Regions from separate parts of the Xenopus tropicalis genome. Here region 2 is linked to region 1. A link is a contact called in public Hi-C data. All regions are on one chromosome and are shown on one strand. Each heading gives the region's core, a stretch centred on a gene start, on an enhancer-like site or on the middle of the called end of the contact. The rest is flanking DNA. Distances are from core to core; before and after follow the strand shown.

Region 1 (5,446 bases), core at 754-3,253:
CCTTTGCACCTGTTAGGGGAAAACTGTACTGGTTGTGCTGTGTGCAACAAAGCGACACTCTTCCTTCTTCAGTGTTCGCACATGAGCAGTGGAGTAAAAAAGCCAAACTTTAACAAAAAAGCTGGATTTTCGCTCAACTGCGCATGCACAGACCCCGGGACCTCCTCAAAAGGAGAAGGAAGGAAGAGGATCATATTCCTGCATTTTTCTCCTGTTACCGGCCAGGGGTTTCAGGTAAGAGATTACAATCACTGGGGGGGGGGGGGGGGCACCAAAGGATTTAGACTTTCCTTCTCCTTTAACAAGCCAATGCAGCCCCAAACCAGATGAAAAAGCAACTTGCCCAATTTTAGGCCAGATGCCAGTCGGGTAGGCCCATTGGGGGTGCTGAATTGGCAGCTGACATCTGCCCGTGTATGGCCACCTTTAGTGTTCATTTAGCAAGCAATTCCTCTCCAGTTTTGCTGTACCTTTGTGCCATATAAAAATAAACAGTACAAGGTGCAAACTGCAGCATCAGGGTGTGCAGTCTGACCTATGACAGGTAGTATGGGTTGAGCTCTGTTGCAGCCTGCGACCCCTGCTACTTATCTGATTCATGCACATGCATCATCGCGAACAAAAAGGTGTTACCCACATAAAGTGCAACAAAGCTGATAACTTTCAGGCAGTCAAGCCAACCTTCGTCAAATGATGAATGGTGGCTTCACAGCTCAAAACTTTATTGATTTTGTTACAGTCTTTGTGGCCAAATAAAATGTGGGTAACACCTTTTTGATCACGTTAAGCTGTGTGTGTGGTTCCTATTTCACAATTGTTTTGACTACAGTGTTACCATGCCAGGTATCCAGGGAACACCAGCACCACCACCTAAATCTTTGCATTCAGTGTGCTGAAGGTCCCCCCCTTGTGTTTAAATTACTTTTGCATGTAATGCAGGAAAGTATCCACACACTAATTGATCTGAACATCTAATCTGAGTTTTCATGCGATTGTGAAGACCTTTATGCTCAACAAAAAATAAGAATGGCTGGTCACCTGGTCTGTCAGGCAAGAAACATTTGCTAAATTTGGCTTTAACACGTTTGTATATGTCCATGTACTAACATGAGGATTAGCCCTTTCCCAAATTTTCCATGTCATAGGCTAATTAGCCACTGGCTAATTGGAGGTTCACATACAGATCATTGTAAAACAAAGATGTCATACAAAGAGGATTATGAAGATCTTAAGCATGCTGGGGGTACAAAATTCCCCTGAAGGGACCTATTTATCCCACAGGCCCCCAGATGGAATGCTCTTATCTGGACAATAAGCACAGAACAAGTTGCATAAAATTAATGTGGCTAATCAGGGTTAGAGTTAGAGAAGAAATGGCCAAGGGGGTGAGAGAAAATATACATAAATTAGAGATGTCCAGTGTCTAATAATACAACTATTAGTGCCCAGGACCAAACACAGGCTGAGCAGCTGGATCCCTCACCCACCCCCACCCCCCTTACTGTCAAAGTTTTCGCCGCAGATTTGCAAGAGCGTCCAGAGGGTCCCATTGTGGTATGAGCCAGGGTGCAATTGCACTCCCAGTAGTTTCACCACCCCTGCCAGTTTGCTTTAGCTGATTTATAACTCATATATCAGTATATAGAGAATAAAAATGGTTGCTGGAATTTAGGCTGATGGGCCTGCAGGAAAACACTTGGTGAGAATCAGTGCCTTCTCTGGAATTAGCCTCCTACCTTGCCTGCGCCCGGAAGCATTGCATTCAACTAGGTGGTGAATATCAGTCCAAAATGCTGATATTTGTCACGCCTGCCTGCACCCAGGTGGACACAATGCTTCTGGGTGCAGACAAGGTAGGAGGCTGATATCAGCAGAGGGACTGATTCTTGGGCTGCGTCTTTACGCAGTTTAAGAATCAGCCCTGTTTGGCATCAGCCTTAACCTTACCCTGCAATTAACTGTTGTCTTTTGTACTTAGGAGGTCAGAAGGCTGATCTCATGACACAATGAGCTGAGCTTATCTGTAATCTTCTTCCTGTATGGTCAACTGGTTAAATAGTGAATGTTTGGTCTAGGGAGTATTTGTTTTTAAAATGATCAGATCTTGCGGTGGCCAACTTCATTGAATCCTTCTAGTCAGATGTGAAAAGACAAATTCATTTCTAAGCCAAACTTCAATACAGAGGCCAGTCTCAGGAACAGCCCATCCGATTCTCATTGAATTCAGCAGGACTTTCTTGACTACAAGGACCAATGGACTTTCCGCTTATCTTATCTGACCAAGCTGCACCAAACATACACACACAAACATTAAAAGGGAAGGTAAATGTTTGTTATGCGATGCAAAGAAACATATATGTCCTTCAGTTCTCTGTGATTAATAGCCCCTAGTTATTTAAAATGATACATAAGCTGTTATCAAACATAATTACTCCAAGAAAACCAATACAACCAATTCAGTTCAGGTTAGGGTTAAGTAACATGAGCCTTGGAAATGCAAGGAAACAATGATATATAAAGTAACACCTTGATTCTCAGCATTTCAGTTAAAAAGAAACAAAAATAAATAAATGCAGAAAATGTTACCTGGGACAAAAGCTTGTTGTCATCCTCAAGGAGTTTGACTCTGGTCTCTAGCTGCCGAATGTAAGTCGTAGAGGAATCTTAATTAAACATAAAAATAAAACAACATGAGCAGAGATCAGAACCTTCTTATATAAGCCTATATATGAAATGGCACTGGTAATTATAGGATAATATGAGTGTGATAAATATAAGCTTTTATGTTAACTTTAGAATTCCTGTAATCCGGTGTATGAAATGATTTACAGATCTAAAATATTGGCCATTGGCACTGTGTTTGAAAGAACTTGCAAATACACAGAAATATACATAGAAGCAAAACTGGCCACATTCAAATTCCTATCCCCTTGGAAGTGATGGGTGCTCAGACAGACTGCTACCAACTTATCAACTTTGTAGTGCAATACAGCATTACAGGTATGGGATCCATTATCCAGAAAGCTCCGAATTAAGGGAAGGCCATCTCCAATAGACTCCATTTTAATCAAATGATACTAATCTTTAAAAATGATTTGCTTTTAAAACAGAACTTTGTACTTGATCCCAGCTAAGACATAAATAATTGTTACTGGAGGCAAAAACAATCCTATTTGCCTTAATGAATGTTTTAATTATTTTTTATTATCCGGAAAACCCCAGATCCCAAGCATTCTGGATAACAAGTTCCATACCTGTATAATGTAATATTTTTGTAATTTACAGGTGCTATACACAAATATCTGTGTGTGTGTGTATTCATACACCAACCTAGAGAACAAAAACAACACATCCATGTGCAGGTAATATACAATCTGTGCAAAACATACCACAGCACTGCTCAGGGCAGCTCCTGGAATGCCATCATAACAGTTGTGTGTATGTGTGTGTATAAATTATATACAGTATATACACTTGTATACACAGACACACACACACACCCAAGTAAAACACAGCACTCATGGGAAAATGAATCCTTAAATCAATGATCAACATTTCAGTCCTTATATTTTCAGACCTTATATGTGTTTTTATATTTATATACACACGTACATCAGTTTTAATCAATTTGTGAGCTTAACGGTTTTACTGATTTATTTGAATTTTACAGTTTCCATCAACAAATCTGTAAAGGCTTTAATTTTTTTTTTTTTTTGCTAAACTAAAATAACATACAGAGATCCTGTGACAGACAATAGAGCTCTATGAGGAAAGCCATAACATACCACTGGTCTGCTGTTTATTCATTCAAGGAACGCAGAGTCCGATAACATGACTAAAGACATCAGTGTAATTTAAGGTAAACAGAATTTTTTTGTAACAGAGCTGCATTATTATACATTAAGTTCTACATTAATAAGGCATTTTAAAAATAAAGCAACAGTAGAGGGTTGGTGATGTGTTTAAGAGCTGACAACCTAGGCTTCACACCCTTTAGGTGCCAGGCTGAGAACCGACTGAGGCATAACAACTGTCTATAAGGATGGCATCTACTTAGATACAAAGGCTAGGTGTAGTTCTACCACAGCATACTGTAAGTCAGGGGTGGCCAGACTTTGTCCATCGGCGATCTACCATTGACTCCTCCCCAGGACGCAGCGCTCGTATGCATTCACGCATCCGCACCGTCACTAGAAATCCATGGGGGATCAACTGGTGAACAGCAATCAACGTCTTGGCCATCCCTGCTGTAAATAGTGCAATTCATTGGTACCTACATTCTGCATTGATCTTCCCAATTATTTAAGGACACGGGGAGAAAAAGTTTAATCCATATTATATATATATATATATATATATATATATATATATATATATATATATATATATATATAGTGATAGTGGGCAGCTGCTATACTTTAGAAATGCAAAGCAACCTTGTTTACTGAAATGTACACAAAATGAAAATTTAATCAGGGCTTTGGTTAGAAGCGTATAGCAATGTGTTTATAATGTTCTGCTATTCCACAATGTTATGAGATGACCCCAGCTTAAGACAAAAGCAAAGGGAGATGTGTTGGTGCTCACTCGGTGGGCTACATTCTATTTTTAATCAATCGTTATTAGAAAAAATAATTATGTAAGAGCCATCTTTTGTGGAAGAGTTGAATGGCATCCATACTTTTGGAGGAAAATGTCTCCTATTTAAAGCACTCTTTCAAGTACAGCAGCATTGATAACCAGAAACTAACAATTTTCTTTACTAAAAAAAAAGATATATTTTTCAGATGGCTGCTGCTGCCATACCTAGCTTGGCAACTCCCTATACCTTATAGATGTTGCAAGCGGGAGTTGTAATGTTCATTAGCAGGAGGAGAGGCACATGCTGGATTGTTTATATACCTTTCTCAAATGTAAGACATCTATCAAAAATTCACACTTGGAGATTGAGGGGAACCATCACTAGTCATTAGTTTAATAACTAGCGATTCCAGGGGAAAATGTGTTTATATGGATGTGTGTAAATAGTTTATGAAAGGAAAGTCTTTTCCCATCAGACCAAGAAAGTAGCATGTGAAAATGGGGTCATGTACTAAAACTACTCTGTCATTCTTTACCAGAGACTTTATAGATTCCCTTGAGTTGAAATTAGATTTTTACTTTTTTTTTTTTTTTTTTTTTTTTTAAATGTATTTATCAATAGTGATGCTCCTAAGATTTCTAGAGGTTTGAATACTTTTGCTACACATAAATATGTCATTTTCAATGATAAATAAATGAACAAGTACAATAAATGGGTATATACAATGAACATACAAGATTACATATAAACATTCAATAACTGCGGTACAAGAAGTAAATAAAGAGAGCCCTGCCCCAAATAGATTTTTGTGATTCTATTCATTCATTATAAACTCCTCAGTACATGGGCTGCGTCAGCAAAGGC
Region 2 (5,446 bases), core at 1,112-3,611, 64 kb after region 1:
CAAGCATGCTGAAAGCCTTCCTATAGAGCTTGTGGTTGCACAAGTCACAGGGTATCCACATGCACCAAATTTACATTTAACATAACGAGTGTAAATGAGTGGGTGATAGGTACACAATTTACACATATATACTAAAATTGCAGATGTTCAAAATAATAGGATTCCTCCCATTTACAGGAATAATTACCTATCACAGGAATTACCAACCGTTTGGGCTAGGGCCCTATTTGCCTCCTGACAGTTTGCTGGGACCACACCTCATTCCCTGGCACCATTACTAGCCTACCACTCTTTAGGGAGTTATAGAGATCCACAATTAAGTGGAAAAAGATCTGCCATGTATTAGAAAACATTGAAAATAATAATAAAAAGTGGCCAAAACCAAACAGTTAATAGTAAATAATGAATTAGCTGATGCACTTTTATATTTCCATGAACATGGGTTAATGGAAGACATTTAAGAAGGTCTGTATTGACAAAAATTTCAGTTTTACAATAAGACAAATTTATTAAAAAATTCACAGTGAGAAAGTTACAATAAATTAATGTAATAATGTATGACAGCTGGCCCCATGACAACTGCACATGAACAACGTGATCATATTATAGACACTGGGGACATTTTAATCCATTTTTGGTAGATATTTTCATTTATTTTGCTGGTTCCCTCTCTAAGAACTAATTGCTGCAGTGAAAGTGCTAGGCAGAAATGCTTATTTACACTCCATAATTTTACCACTATGTTTCTCAAACAGTTGTCATCTGTAAGTAACCAACACTTGTACAGCGCTAAAGAAAATAACATTGTTTTTAATAAACAGATAATATTTTTTGACCTTGGCATTTGTGTATAACACAAAACCCTTCCAGACCATCAGCATTACAAATATTATCAGATGTGGTATACACAGAGTCACTAAACCGCAAGCTGTCAAAAGCTTGGTCTTCAGACTACTGTTTCGGGTTGTACTGTTTCTTCATAATATTCTTTCTTATATATTTCACAGTACCAGAGAAAAGTGTGGTATTTCTGAAATATAAGTCTTGCTTCACTGGTTATGTTTCATACCAATGCCCATCTAATAATAAACCAAATGGGGATAACTTTACAGTTAAATTATCAGCCTTCGGGCAGAATTTAGTTAAAACATTTTTGGTGCCCAAACATAAAAAACCTCATTGTTCTATAAATCTTTGATTAAAACGCTGGGTTTTACAGAGAACTTTACACGCACCCAAATAAACTCATACATTACCAGGGTAACTGTAATGACAAAAGATGTTATGTGCAGAGTACTCAAGGAGATGGGTCTTACCATTCAAGCCATTGGGAATACTTCTGTGGTGAGGGGGGATGGACAGGTCATCAGTTGATTTCCTAACTGTCCCAGCTTTGTTCTCAGTTGGTTTTGTGTGGTGGTGATGATGGTGGTGATGGTCAGGGCTACCCGCGCTGCCAGTGCTGGAAGTGCTGCTGCCGTCCCCCACATCTCTAGGGCCAGAACTTCCATTCAAATTGGTCAAGCTGTTTTGGCTATCGATGGAGCTTCTGGACCCAGCACCATTCCTCTCCTCATCTAACATGAGGATGATCTCCTTCAACTCCAGGTTGTCCCTTATTAAGGACTCCTGCTTTGCCTCCAGCTCCTTCAGCTTCTGCTGGTAAACCCCAACCTCCTTCCACATCATAGTGGCTGAGTGCCTACCAAACCTCTGCCATTCCCTGGACAGTTTCTTGCCCTTCTGTCTGTCATCATCCAAGAAACAGCAGAGTTCCCGTAGCTCCTGGTTGTCATCCTGAAGTTTCTGGTTGACTTCCTTTAGCCCCCTGATCTCATGGAGATGGACCTGAAGCCTCCTGTTCACATCTTTCATCATATTGCCATGCTCCACCATCAGGCTCATCTTCTCATTCTCCACTTTCCTCAGCCTCTTGGCCAGCTCCTCTTTGCTCCAGCGCAGCAGCTCCTCGTCCGAGATGGTGCCGATATCTTCTGCCGCTGCTCCCTGGCAATGTTTGGCCATGGCAACGGAGATAACACGCCGAAATAAAGCAGAAATAAGAATATCCTCTAGCGTGTAACTAACCAGCCATGTCTCTAGCTAGAATGGCTTTTCAATCAAGCAGAGTCCTGGCTGCAAAGGCTCATTCATTGCTGGCATATCCCAGAGTCCTGGGAACTTGTTCAGTATCTGAAGCAACAACGCCGGGGAGTGTGAGTAGAGGGACTGCCAGCGGGCTCATGTGTAAGTGGGTGCCTGTAGCCACACGCAGAAAAGGTTTCCTCGGTTGCTCAGTGGCGATGTCCAGCCGGCAGCTAATCCTCCAACTCCTCAGTGTGAGCGCAATGGCACGGCTTTGCTGCCTCCTCACAACTAAGCCCTCCGACTCCCCCTTCCCTCTGTCTGTGCTGCTGGAGGGTTTTTTTTTACCTTTCTTTTAAACGAGCTTTATTGGCACATACAGAGCGCAGGCGTGTCCCGAAGACTGAGCGCTATTCACAGCGAGCTAACTAGGTCAACGTTCAGCTCTGGTTAAAAAATAACAAATCGGCTGTAAGGAAGGGAAGGAGCCTGGGAAACAGCGCTGCAGCACTGACTGCTGGAAATCACTGGCCAACCTTCTTATCGCTCACTTTAGTTATGAGCCACTGCCAGCCTTAACTTTCCTATAAGTAGATATATGAAGCAGCTTCATTAGGCTGTTAATATAGGGATTAGCAGGAAAAAAACGTTTCAGCGCTGCCTACTTATAGTAGTATATTGGGTGTTTTCCCTGTACACACAGTCACAGAGTACAGCACTGTTGTTGCATTGCTGCAATATACCTTGCAGCAGTGTTAAATTATGCATTGCTCTTGTTTGCTGCATTGTTTAATTGTGCATGTCTGCATTTTTCAGTTGTGCACTGCTGCACTTGTGCATTGATGTAGTGTTTAGCTGTGCACTGTTCCTGTGCATTGCTGCAGTGTGTAGGTGTGCATTTCTGCAGTTTAGTTGAGCATTAATACAATGCATAGTTGTGCATTGCTGCAGTGCTTTGTTCTGCATTGTCCCTGTGTATTACTGCAGTGTGTAATTGTACTTGGCTGCATTTGTTTAGTTGTGCGTTAGTACAGCGCTAAGTTGTATTGCTGCAGTGTTTTGTTCTGAATTGTCCCATGCATTGCTGCAGTTTGTAGTTGGGCTTTACTGCATTGTTTATTCATGCATTACTACACTGCATAGTTGTGCATAGTAGTACATTACTACAGTGCATAGTTGTGTATTGCTGAATAGTTTAGTTGTTTATTGCTGCATTGTTTAGTTGTGCATTGCTGCAGTGTTATGTTGTACATTGCTGCATTGCTTAGTTGTTTTTTACTACAGTGCTTAGTAAGTGCATTGCTGCAGTATTTAGTTGTGTGCTGTTTCTGTTCATCATTGCAGTGTTTAGTTGTGCATTGCCACAATGTTTAGTTGTGCATTGCTGCATTGCTTAGTTGTGCATTGCTCCTATGAATTGCTGTATTGATTCGTTTGCGCATTGCTGCAGAGGTTAATATATCTCTGGTATTACAATTTATTTTAGAGGATTTAATATTACTTCAAATAGTTTGCTTCTGATGAAAAACCATATATATCTTCAGGAAATGTTAGAATTATTTGAATCATGACATTTAATAGTATATTTTCATGTAATTATTTCCTTAAATTGTATGTACTGTCCCTGCTGTCCATTTGAACATTTCATACTATATTGTGCCAGATCATGAAAATCTGAAAGTGCTATTCAAAAAAGCAAAACCCTTTTCCATAAAGCATCTTTTATATCAATATTCTGCTCCAATATCTTAATGAGCAAATCTGAATATATAAGCCTTCATACCCTCTACTTGTGTAGCGCTTACTTACTACAGATAATATTGTACAAAACAAAGTTGTACACGATTTCTGATGGGCTGCCTATCCCAACCAATACCCATGTACTAGGGATTTACAGTATGTCAGTTTGTGGGTCAGCCATGTTTGAAAATATACCAGTGAACCATATATACCAGCGTGTGATGCATTGGCACATTAGAAATTGAAGAATAGTCATATCTGTGATTGGTTAGAGTATTGGTCCACGCATGGACATCTTTTGGCTGTATATGTATTCATGTTTGTGGTTGCAGTTTTTCCAACTTCACACAGAAAACTAGATCTTAATGCTTACAGGGACATATAGACCTTCACATTTATTCAGTTCACATTGAGAATGAAGCAGTTTCCACTTCCATCATTGTAACTGAAATTGCAACATGCCACAACTTTGTTGTGATGATGAAACCATAATAAATCATGCTGTTTGCACATATGACAGAATTTCATTGTAATTCACTGAATTGGGAGTTCTCTGTATCTCTGTGAGCCACCTGATTTTGAATGACTGCGATCACATATAAAACAGAGATTGAGAGGAGGCCTAAGGGCCCATAGAAACAAGATTTTCCTCCTGTGTTCCCCTGCAGTGAAGTTCTCCTGCATTCCACCGCAGGGCTGCTTGGGACGAAACACAACCTTTTCTTTCTTATGGGGCTGTACCAAATGCAGGTGGAATGCATCATGCTTGCCGGGGATCAGCCCCTTCGCTGGCATCGGCCTCCTACCTTGCCTGTAATTGCATGCATTTTGTCTGCCCAGATGCAAGCACACACAGCAGATATTAACTTGAAATGAGAATTTTCACGTTTTATTGCAGATATCCACTGGGAGTGCTTACACCCAGGTAGACATAATACTTCTTTTTTCCATAGGCCGAGAATCAGTGCCATGTGGCATCAGCCTTAGGCATTGCAGGGAATCTACATCTGTGTTCTATTTCCTGTGAGATAGGATAAAGTACCGTTTAAGTTCTTACTTTTCCTTTCATACACCCTCCATTTTTGTTCTGCAGAACAATACATTTTTCTTAGTCTACTACTGAAAGAAGGTGGCTCTTCAAGAATTGTGCATTTGTACAAAAGCTGAGCATAAAAGGCCACAAGAATTCTAGGCTGTGGTAAAGTCCTGCTCCCCTTTTTCCTTTAACAAGCTCCATATTCTTACAGGGAGGTTTCCAAAGCTGTAATCCTCTTTTGAAAAAGAAGGAAAAAACCTATAAATGGCTTTAGTTGAAGTGTCCCACAGTCCTTGTATTATTTCCTCTGCCTTTGGCTAAAATCTTGATAGCGGCACTTCCTATTAATCACTTATGGTATGTTCTTTTCTTTATATTCTTTAGAAAAGGAAAAAGACTTCTTGGTTTTGTGACATTCACTCTGTTAAAAACTATAAACTACTGTCATTCATGTTTAATGCCATTTAACAATTGCTGCCAAAATGGAAAGAGCAGGGAAGAGTTACTACTCCTGTCCTGCAGAAAGGTGTGAATATATCCATCATTTTTACCATTGCAGACTTTGACATTTTCTATAGTCTTAAA

The links. A called contact is a pair of places that touch in the nucleus more often than the background predicts.
Region 2: a contact with region 1 is called in a Hi-C map of neurula embryo, with 2.0 times the contacts expected there. The contact joins the promoter of ccdc85c here to the enhancer-like site in region 1. A contact is called at or near these places in 5 of 5 Hi-C or Micro-C datasets (brain, gastrula embryo, liver and 2 more).

Annotation. Positions count from the first base shown.
Region 1 is chr8:90,657,113-90,662,558 of UCB_Xtro_10.0, forward strand. ccdc85c (coiled-coil domain containing 85C) reads right to left here. Exons shown (of 6, transcript NM_001078977.1): 2 at 2,587-2,663. Among named protein-coding and RNA genes, the nearest start is that of ccnk, 45 kb to the left of the region's middle. Within about 2 kb of position 2,004, at least 1 of the 11 cell types and tissues checked has an H3K27ac peak or open chromatin away from gene starts, as enhancers often do. A contact at or near this core is called in neurula embryo, where this site is marked.
Region 2 is chr8:90,721,035-90,726,480 of UCB_Xtro_10.0, forward strand. ccdc85c (coiled-coil domain containing 85C) reads right to left here and starts at 2,362. Exons shown (of 6, transcript NM_001078977.1): 1 at 1,317-2,362. The coding sequence starts at 2,025.